Regions from separate parts of the Mus musculus genome. Here all the other regions are linked to region 3. Evidence: chromatin contacts called from public Hi-C and HiChIP or PLAC-seq data. All regions are on one chromosome and are shown on one strand. The core of a region is the stretch at or near the end of the contact, and the rest is flanking DNA. Distances in the headings are between cores, read along the strand shown. Region 1 has its middle 48 kb from the start of Ccnd1. Region 2 has its middle 14 kb from the start of Smim38. Region 3 has its middle 43 kb from the start of Gm46023.

Region 1 (3,320 bases), core at 436-2,935, 120 kb before region 3:
AAATGAATAGACTTTACTTCTGGAAAAACATTCATTTTATTTTTAAAATCACTATGCAAAATATTATGCATTTTAGTGGTGTTTTCAAGTAAAGTGTGTTACAACTGGATCCTTCCCTCAGCTCCTCTCTTCCTCTCTTGTTTCTGCCAGCCTAGCCTCCTCCTTTCAATAAATAGTTTTGTTTTTGAGACAGGATCTGTCCAAGAACTCACTATGTAGACCAGGCTGGTCTCAAACTCACAGACAGCTGCCTGCCTCTGCCTCCTAAGCGTTAGGATTAAAGGTGTGCACCACTATGCCTGGCTTTGCAAATGATTTTAACTAAAAAAAAAAATTAAATAGAAGGCTGGGCATGTGGCTCTGTTGGAAGGGTGCTTGAATTAGCATCATGAGGTTCTGGGTTCAACCCCCAGCTTTGCATAACTAGGCTGGTGTGATTGTAGCACTGGGGAGGTGAAGGCAGGAGAGTCAGAAGTGCAAGATCATTCTTCATACTTGCATTGTCTGCTGGGATGACATTCTCCACACTTTTGTCCTTTTGAAGAACACTGTATGGCTTCCACTCAAATGCGGATGCTGTGCAGGCCTCAGTTCCCATGTGAGCTTTCAGCCCCTATGGCTGATACCATGGAGTGGCATTGCTGGGCTGAGTGACAGAGCCAGATTGTGTTTAGCTATGAAAGAAAGTATTGGAAAAGGACCACAGTTTGAAACACTGGGCCTCGTTTCCCTGGCAGGTCACTCCTGTTCTGAGGGAGTTCAGATTCCCCTAAGCTCCAGCCTTCCCTTTCTGACCTCTCTACCCACATGTGTCCTTCCCATCATGGAAGTGCAAGTGCCAGCCTCACCCACAGGCTTGGTTTGAGCTCTTTCCAGACTAAGATCGGGACTGGGTGGGTGGGGGTAAGTAATGTAGGAGAACTGGTCCCTAGCATCCCTCCACACAACAGGAGAAAGAAGCCCATATCATAAGCGTTGGGGATGGGTGACCTGAGGAACTCCTGGGCGTATATGTGGACACACTGCAGTCATGATCCCTGACAGTGAGGGGTAGGTCAGTCACCCACACAGCTCCAGGAGCCCATGGTTGAGGACTGCAGGCAGAAAGGGCCCTCCTTGAACTTCCTTCTTCCAAAACATTCTACTTCTTTCCTACCAGAACCCCTGGCTTTGAACTTTCTATAACCCCTTGGATTCTGTCCTGGGGTTCTCTCCTGCTCTTAGGACACCCCTTTTGAGGAGCCCCAAGCTGGGAATCTCTGTCCCTGCCTCACTGTGACTCTTGTCCTGCTCTCACATCTCAAGGGGTGGCCTTGGTTCCAGAGCTCCGACTTCTTCACTCCCTTATCCTAACACCTCAGCCCTCTATGTGACCATGTGACCATGTGACCCCTTCCTGTGACCTTGAGTCCCATCAGTGCCCTTGGGGACACCTTTTCTGGAATTTGAGTTTGGACTTGCCTGGAGAAGAATGGGACTGACCATTGACCACCAGGACTTTGCTCTGCCCTCAGCTCCCCAAGCCTGTCCCTAAGCCCCAAATGGTGGATCCTTCTCTTGACTCAGGGGCCCTCCAGGCAGGATCCTAGTTCTCCCATGATGCCTTGCAGCATCCTTTTGTGCCCAGCTGCTCAAACACACTTCACTTCTGAAACTTCTTTTGGTTTTCCTGTTTGCCCAGCCCCAGCTCTCTCGCTGTCTCTCTGTCCTGCCTGCATTCTCCAGCCCAAGATGAACAGCTTCTGTCCCCATCCCAGCCCTCCCTGTGACCTTCCCATGGCTTAGGTAAAAGCTGGTCCTTGCCTGCATTTTGTCTGGCTGGTCGATGGTTCCAGAGACATTCCTTCTCCCATGACCCTGGGACCCTGTTCACACCTCCTCAGAACGAAAATTCGCCATCTGGAATTTCTGGTGCCATTTCAGACCACTGGCCTCGAGGGATTATAAGCTCCTTGGGGTCAGGGACCCTTGCCCTGTCCACCTTTGCGCTCAATCAGACTTGACTTATGGGCTGGGTTCTGTCTCTGGCCAGATGTGACTTTGCTGTGTTTTTGCTTTTTATTTCTGTTGCCATAATGATGCCAGGAGTGATATCCACCTATGGGAGAGAAAGAGGGCAGGGGATGTGTGAGCAGAGTCCACGATGGTAACTGCTAGTTATCTGGAAAGCAATGGAGGCAGATGGAGGCTTCTCATCAGCCTTCTGGCCTGCAGGGAGCAGCTCTCCGGCTCCAGCCCTGCTAGTGAGAGAAAGACCTCCTTTTGCTTGTTGGTTTATTTGCTTGTTTGTTTTGGAGTCAGGATCTCATGTAGCCCAGGCTGGCCTTAGTTTCTGAACCTCCTGCCTCCACTTCTCCACATCTGAGATGCCAGACTGTGTGCCATGACAGCCAGCTGTCTTTGCTTACCTTGTCTCTTGTTTATTTATTTTCAACTCCAACATCATCCCATTAGGGAGGCACCCAGAGGAAAACAGAAAAACAAGTGAATCTGATATGAGGTTCTTTCAAGTGGGCTCCTGGTTGCTGTGGCCTCAGGAGAGGCTGCTTTCTGATCTGCTTCCAGCCTGTGGGTGCCTCTGGGTCTGTGCAGAGCATTTTCAAAGATCCTATCCCTTCCCAGCACAGCCACCTCATCCTCACCACATCAGGAGAAGACTGCCTGGGCTTCAAAGTTCCAGCCCCACTCTGAAATTGGAAACATGTGCAGTTTGCAAAGTATCAATTTAACAGCTTGTTGGGTTTGCCTGGCTGACTGGTGGCTGCTGAGTGGGCTGCTCAGGAATGTTTCCTGGACCTACAATCATGATGTTCTAGGTTCGAGTCCCGGCCTTGGTGCTAGCAAGCTGTATATGTTAATTGCTTTTCTTGCTGCTTTAACAAAACACTGGGCAAAGGCAACTCGAGAAAGGAAGGATTTATCTTGGTTCAGTCTAAGGGTAATCCATCACAGTGGGAAGGCAGAAAGGCAGGAGGCTGAGGCGGTTGGTCCCTTCCCATCCACAGTCAGGAAGCTGAGAGAGATGAGCATGGGTGCTCGGCTTGCTCTCTCTTTTTTATTCCAGCTGGGATTCTGCCTCATGGCATGGTGCCGGCCACATGGGGTGAGGTGTTTCTACTTCAGTTAACCTAGATTCATCCTCACAGACATGCCCAGTAGTTTCTAGACTCTGTCAGGTTCACAGTACACATTAACTATCACACAGGGTAAGTTCAAACAAGTCCTGGCCCTCGCTAAGCTCAGCAGCAGTCTCAGAAAGACACCTGGGAGCCAGTGATGGGGATGCTGAGAAGGTCAGAGCTGGAGGCAGTGGGTGAAGG
Region 2 (3,200 bases), core at 183-2,682, 110 kb after region 3:
CCACCAGATATGCAGGGAACTGAACTCTGGTCCTGTGCAAGAGTGGCCGTGCAATACAGTCTCTTAACCACCGCTGAGCCACTCTTCAGCCCCCGGTGTCTATATGATGTTTCTATGGGATAGATCTGCTCAAGAGCAATGAAGGCCCTCTTGGAGGGTGCAGGCAACCTAAAGGCCTAGGCTGCTAGAGCCAGTCCAGTGCCTTCTGTTACCTACACTGGTTTGTCCCTTCCCAGAATTCCTGCAAGAGTCACCACACTAAGATGATCACATTGAGTCACAGCAAGGCTCTCACAGGGCACTGACCCAGGTTCAGTGTCTGCCAGATGTGCTGACTGACCCCCCCCAAAAACTGTAGATGGCATGGACCACCCCCCCAACCCTGACCAGAGAGATGAGATAACCTGCCCCAATACAACAGCATCAACACCTCCCTTCCTCTGCATAAGATAAGGCCCCACAGAGGATACCCTTCACTCCAGTACTCTGTGTTCCTCCCTGATGTTTCCAGATGTATCTTGGCTCCTAGGATCCATGGCAAATCCAAAAACAATGAGTCTCTTCTTCCAGGAAAGAGGGGTGAGGCCAGGACCAGAATCCTGGAGGAAAAGGCAAGGCAAAGGCAGCAGGGCTGTTGAGCCTTCCTGCAAGGAAGTGGGGGCAGGGGTAGGCTCCAGGTCCCGGCAGAGGATCCTAAGCATCCCAGGCATCAAGCAGTGTCTGTCACTGACAGCGGGTGAGTACTTAGCCCTGTGCACTCAGAGGGCCTGGGTACCAGACACTCCCACAGCTGAGGGAAGGACAGCAGAATATCACAAACAGAGACCTGGGCTGAGTATAGAGGATTGATTGGGGGTGGCCTTGAGGATTTTAGGGAACCTTGAGGGTTCCTTGCTGACAGACAGGGAAGACCCAGTGGTCCCTGTAGTACAGAACTTGGCTCTGCCACACAGCTGAACTTCATCTACCAAGAGGAGCTTCTATGAAGGCCAGGCTGTGTGGACATTACTGGGTAGATGATTGTCACTGGTGCATGGGCCCTGCAGCTGCTATTGCTGCAACCACATGTCCCCTGTCACTTACACAAAGCCAACCCCACTTGTCTAAGGTCTATGAACATAGATGACCCAGGTGTACTGGCTTGCTCTGACTCATTATCCTCTGTGGTAAGATGACTAGTGATTAGTCCTAGGAAATCCCCAGACACACACACACACACACACACACACACACACACACACACACACACTCACACACTTGCTGAGGTCCCAGACAGGAACAGGCTGTGGCCACCACCAAGAGGCCCAAGGGCAGAATGAGGGACACTTCTAGGGAAGCAAAAGTCTTTCTCCAGGGACAGTGAACAGCCCTGCAGTCTGCCCCCACAGAGAGCCCTGCTGCAGGGCGGGGGCTCAGGAATGTTCTCTGCATACATAGCAAAGTTGTGAGTCAGACACAGTGGGGAGGAGGCCCGCAGCAGGGCTGCAGGCAGGAGGTGGAACCCTCCAAGCAGAATCCTGGTAAACAGCAGGCAGTGTCTGGGTCCTGTCCCATGGCCAGCAGTCTACCTGGGCCACATCAGGGGTGAGGAGCACATGGGCCAGGAGAGGGCAGTGTGGCCTAGGTTAGCTGGGGACTTGCAGATGAGGCTTCCAACTCCTTGCCCAGTGCTCTCTCTGGACTCCTCACACAGTGCTCTCAGAGCCAAGCACCACCCCAGGCACTGCCACCCCTTGAGTAAACTGACCTTTGCAGAATTAAATGGGGCTCCAGCAACCCAGGAAGACCGGGTGCTGGGTTCTATTTCTCAGGACACCTCCTGTCTCCAGTATGCGAAATGATACCCAAAACTCCTACTGTGTGCTGGGCCCTGGCAGGAGTTCCTATACATTGATTCATGGGACAGAAGCCGGGCTACAGTGTGGACATGTATGCAGCATGTAGAGGTCAGCTAGCCCTGAGAGCTCATTCTCCAACCTTCACCCCTGCTGAACTAGCCAGCAACCTCAGGCACATATGGGAGCCAGGTGATACACCTCAGGCCCCACAGAATGACCATGGGATCTAGTTGCAGGGCCTTGGCCTAACCCACTGAACTGTGGAGAGAAGGAGAGGGCTAAAGATGTTCTTCTACTGGGGGATGCTAGGCAGAGGACACAGGGCTACCTCTCTACACCCACAAAGCAGGGGTCTGAGCCCCAACAGGACTCACTGGGTAAGCCCTTCACCTCTCTAAGCCTCAGTCTCCTCGTCTGTAGATGGGGATGGGGAGGCATCAAGGACTGTTATTATTTAATGATCTCCATGAGAGCTGGCTCAGTTGATAGAGGGATTTTTCCCAGCATGCACAAGGACTTGAGTTCCATCCCTAGCACCACACACCTATTCCAAGCACTGAGGAAGCAGAGGCAGGGGGATCATCATGAATTCTAAGTGGGCTTGGTTTGCATAGTAAAGCCCTAGCTCCCAAAACTAAATTAAATTAAATAAGCCAGGAACAGTGTGCACACCTGTCATATTAGCGCTTAGAAAGCAGAGACAGGAAGGCATCAGACTGTGACTAGCCTGGCCTACAAAGCAAATTCCAGGCCAGCCCCAGATCCAGAAAGAAAGAGGTGGAGGGAGGGAGGGAGGCAAGGAAGGAAGGGAGGCAGGCAAGGAAGGGAGGGAGGGAGGGAAGGAGGGAGGCAAGGAAGGAAGGGAGGGAGGGAGGGAGGGAGGGAGGGAGGGAGGGAGGGAGGCAAGCAAGGGAGGGAGGGAGGGAGGGAGGGAGGGAGGAAGGAAGGAAGGAAGGAAGGAAGGAAGGAAGGAAGGAAGGAAGGAAGGAAGGAAGGAAGGAAGGAAGAGAGCACCTTATCCACCTAAAGAAAAAAACAAGAAGCCTGCACAGTACCCTTCAAGGGCACATCTTGAAGCCTGCCCTAGATGCTGCCTCTCAGAGGCTCCACCCATCCTTGTAGCACCTCTCTGAAGATGGAGCCTTTACTAAATGGGCCTCTGAGAACAACCATGGCACAAACTTCAGTGAAGAGCTTGGGCATCCAGAGCCTGGACCACACAACCACTTCCACCCACCAAGTGTGCCACTCTGCGGTGGGTGAACAGAGGATATGTTGACCTCTGTGGGGCTCTGAGAGAGCAGACAGGTGGTCTTGCTCTCCCCAGGGTCACTCCTGCTGTTCCCTCATCAGAACAATGAA
Region 3 (3,418 bases), core at 219-2,718:
CTGAGACAACATGTGAGGCAGAGGTGGAAGGAAGAGACTGAAATTGCCTCTGGCCTACTAGAAGCACAAGATTGGGTCCCTTTTGCCCCAGGATCCTTCCATCACTCCTGATTGTTTCAAGCTTCCAGCTACTAGGAACAGGGCTGGGGCCTACGGAACCTCAGCAGGACATGGGACCAGTATGTGTATATGGATGTGTGTGTATGGATGGGCATCTGTGCATTTTAGGGGGAGGTGTGTTTCTCTGTCTGTCTATCTCTGTCGGATGTACATGCATGCACATCAGTGTGTGAAGTCAGAGGTCACTGTCAGGTGTCTTTTCTTTTGTGTGACACCTTATTTTTCCAGACAGGATCTTTCACTGACTTGGCTGACAGACTGTTAGTCAGCATGCTCCAGGGACCCTTCTGCCTTCACCCCTCTACCCTTGGCCCCCAGCTCACTGAATGGCTAGACCAGTTGCCCAGCAAGCTCCAGGGTCTGCCTATCTCTATCCCTCAAGGCCTGCCACTACCCACTGCTGGGAGTCTGAACAAAAGCCCTCACCTTGCAAGGCCAGCACTTAGCCCACTGAGAGCCTTCTCCCCAGCCCCTGTGGCCTTGGGGATTTTTGTGAATGAAACTTAAGCTGAGCTTCCTGCCGCTGGCCACGCCCTGCTGCTCTGCCTTGACCACTGTATAACCTCAGGGGAAAGACGGCAGAGGGAACTTCAAAACGAAAGTGTGAGTCACAGACAAGGGGGAAAAAAGGAAAAGGACATTCTTTAGTTTCCAGAGCCAGGGCTCCAGCAGTGGCTTGCAAATATGACCTGTTCATTGCATTGCTCCTGTGATCCCCTCCAGCCCCATGTGCACAGGGAAGAGCTGCCTACTCCCCATCTCTGTCTGGGACACTTGGCAGGGTGGCTAGGCGTCCTTGCGGCCAAGCACCGATAGGTAAGCAGTTAGTAAATAACTGCAATAAACCAGGTAAGAGCTGTGGCCTGGCCAGTAGGATCCCCCCCACCCGCATTGTGGGAGGCAACAGAAGCAGGGTCTTGGGTTGCTGTTGGCTTGGGTTGCAGGGCCAGCCAGGCTTTTCAGGCAGAACGCAACGCTGAACCTCCTAGGAGGAGACAGGACTTCGAGTGGAGCAGAGGGCAGGCAGCAGAAGAGTTGCAGATGGCTAAAAGAAAGTTCAGCAAGCCCACAACAAGGACTTGGATCAGGCAGGACACACATTGGGGAGGCCCATCAAGCCCGAGCCTGCCTTGTGAGCCCCCGGATTGTCAGGGCAGAGAGGAAAACTGCTGCGTGCTTTATAGACTTTGGGGAAGTCACAGGCTCCACTTGCTTGGGGGAGGCAGGAAACCCCCTCCACCCAGGCGTCTGCCAGAGCACCCGCAGGCTTCCTCTTGTCTCTGTCCCCCTCCCCAGCACCTCTTCCCCTGAACAGCTTCCCTCTCCTGGCCCTGCTGTCCCTTTAAAGGAACTTGAATCAGAGTTGAGAATGATGGTGACTCAGGGTGGAAGGGGTGGTCACTTGCACTGGCCAGTGGCCAGGACTGCAGCGCGAAAGGAAGCCGAGCAACCGCAGCTGCCTGTGTGTGCGCCCCTGAGAGGGGCAGAAACCACAGAACCCCGTTTGAGACTCCACCACGTTGGAACTTGTGTGATGAAGTTACCCCTCACAATGGGGGCATTCAGGGTCCACCCGCGCCTGCAGGGCTGGGGCCTGTTCCTCAGGCCAGCTGATGGTGATGTCATCTTCCGTTAGGAGGTTCTCCCCCCCCCCAACTCTGTTGACTAGGGACTTAAAAAAATGCACCAGGAAACTCAAGTGCAAGCCAGGACGGAAGCCTTGGTTTTATTTATAGTTGATAACTTGTGTCCGGCTTGCTCCACGGGATGCAGAGCCTGAGGATAAAGAGCCCACAGGGGCAGATGACAGAAGGATTCGTGTCCTGGGCTACTGTGCTGTCTAATAACAAGTATGAAACTTCATTCTGAGCTTCCCAGCAGCCAAAGCAAAGAGGGGACAGGGTTTTATAGTGTGATATCATAGAAAACCAGGCTGTGAATAGCTAAGGCCCTAGATTCTATTTTCTCATGGTCAGGACAGCCATGCATCCCTGCATAGCATCCAGCAGTGTCAAAAGCATGTTATAGGCCTGGCTAGGTGATGATGATTCTTCAGAGAGCAGGAGCCATACTTGCCTTCCTGTGCACATGACAGACATTACTAATGGATTGCAGCACTCTTTCCCCTAGCCAGCTTCTGCCTCAGAGCCCCAATTCTGCAGTTCTTCAGGGAACACTACCAAAGGCCAGCACAGAACTAGAGACTGCTGAGCTTGTGACCAGCTGAGAAAGTTCTGGGAGGGCCCAGATCTGGAACATTGCTAGCACCTGGCTCATGCCTATATATAGTAGATGCCAAGGGAAAAACTGTCAGTTAAAGACAGAAAGGGGAAGGAGCCAAGGTTGGTGGAGAACTCAGTATCATCCTGAGGGTGAGGCAAGGCTGTGCATGAGCTACACAGGAAGTTATCAGTGAGGACATGGATCTTGAAAAGAAACCCTGACAGAAGCTAGGAATGCAGTGGCCCAGTCTGGTCTGGCTTCCAGCTGCAAGTGCTAGCACTCCACAGGGCCCATGAATCTCATGAGGCTGGGACTGTGGGGGTCAGAGGTAGTCATAGCTGGGTCATGTGCCCATGACAATGGCTAGTCCTTATCAAGTACTTGCAGGTTCCACAGTCACGGGTGGCATGCAGCCTCTGCCCAGCTCTGACACTTTCTCCACAGCTCTCCATCTTCTCTTCCCCAGGCTCGCCTGAGGTGCACAGAAGCTGCACCCCAGAGCTTCACTCCCAGACCACGTGCAGTCCCCCAGGGCACCTCTCTGCATGGAGCTCAGTCCATCTTCTCCCTCTCCTCCATCTGAGACAGCTGTCACCTGTTGCTGTTACTGTGTGACCGCTGGCTTTCACACTAACTGGTGGCAGTGCTCAAGGGCTTCCCAGACTAGTGGGAGGAACACAGGCACACACCCAACAGTAGCTCTGTCCATAGCACTGACATGGGGATGTGAGGGAAATAAAGACTCTGGGAAGGTGTCTGCCTGGGGCACCCTGCCTTAGGCTCCAGATGGTAACCGATGAAGGCAGAGATAGTTTGAGCTAGGCAAGCCACCCTGACACCGTACCACAGCCAAGAGGCACACAGCTCAGCTGTTGGTGACTGCCTGTACTCTACCTGGTGTGAGCTGGCCGGCTGCAGGTACAGCACCCATGGGGCCAGGCTATAGAGATATAAGGTTAAGAGCAGTCAAGTGTGAAGGAGAGAGACCCTGTTTGGTTATCTGCTCTCTGCAAAGCCCTCACTTTTGTATGGGGTGGGTTGTGGGGCTTCAGGAAGAAGAAACCATGGGTGGGAA

The links. A called contact is a pair of places that touch in the nucleus more often than the background predicts. HiChIP or PLAC-seq counts read pairs in DNA pulled down with a chosen protein or histone mark.
Region 1: a contact with region 3 is called in an H3K27ac HiChIP or PLAC-seq map of microglia, with 9 times the contacts expected there. The contact joins two enhancer-like sites. A contact is called at or near these places in 9 of 484 Hi-C or Micro-C datasets (bone marrow-derived dendritic cells, bone marrow-derived macrophages, cerebral cortex and 4 more), 15 of 115 datasets of contacts at active chromatin or transcription factors (the HPC-7 cell line, bone marrow-derived dendritic cells, bone marrow-derived macrophages and 11 more) and 2 of 9 other capture datasets (bone marrow-derived macrophages and embryonic stem cells).
Region 2: a contact with region 3 is called in a Hi-C map of uterus, with 2.2 times the contacts expected there. The contact joins two enhancer-like sites. A contact is called at or near these places in 38 of 484 Hi-C or Micro-C datasets (3T3-L1-derived adipocytes, the AML12 cell line, the C2C12 cell line and 24 more), 14 of 115 datasets of contacts at active chromatin or transcription factors (the NIH/3T3 cell line, bone marrow-derived dendritic cells, bone marrow-derived macrophages and 9 more) and 1 of 9 other capture datasets (embryonic stem cells).

What each region holds. Positions count from the first base shown.
Region 1 is chr7:144,986,351-144,989,670 of GRCm38.p6, forward strand. No RefSeq gene overlaps it. Among named protein-coding and RNA genes, the nearest start is that of Ccnd1, 48 kb to the left of the region's middle. Within about 2 kb of position 1,686, at least 15 of the 459 cell types and tissues checked have an H3K27ac peak or open chromatin away from gene starts, as enhancers often do.
Region 2 is chr7:145,220,984-145,224,183 of GRCm38.p6, forward strand. It overlaps a transcript of Tpcn2 not described here. Among named protein-coding and RNA genes, the nearest start is that of Smim38, 14 kb to the left of the region's middle. Within about 2 kb of position 1,433, at least 162 of the 459 cell types and tissues checked have an H3K27ac peak or open chromatin away from gene starts, as enhancers often do. A contact at or near this core is called in the AML12 cell line, the C2C12 cell line, the HL-1 cell line and 16 more, where this site is marked.
Region 3 is chr7:145,110,148-145,113,565 of GRCm38.p6, forward strand. No RefSeq gene overlaps it. Among named protein-coding and RNA genes, the nearest start is that of Gm46023, 43 kb to the left of the region's middle. Within about 2 kb of position 1,469, at least 291 of the 459 cell types and tissues checked have an H3K27ac peak or open chromatin away from gene starts, as enhancers often do. A contact at or near this core is called in the AML12 cell line, the C2C12 cell line, the HL-1 cell line and 16 more, where this site is marked.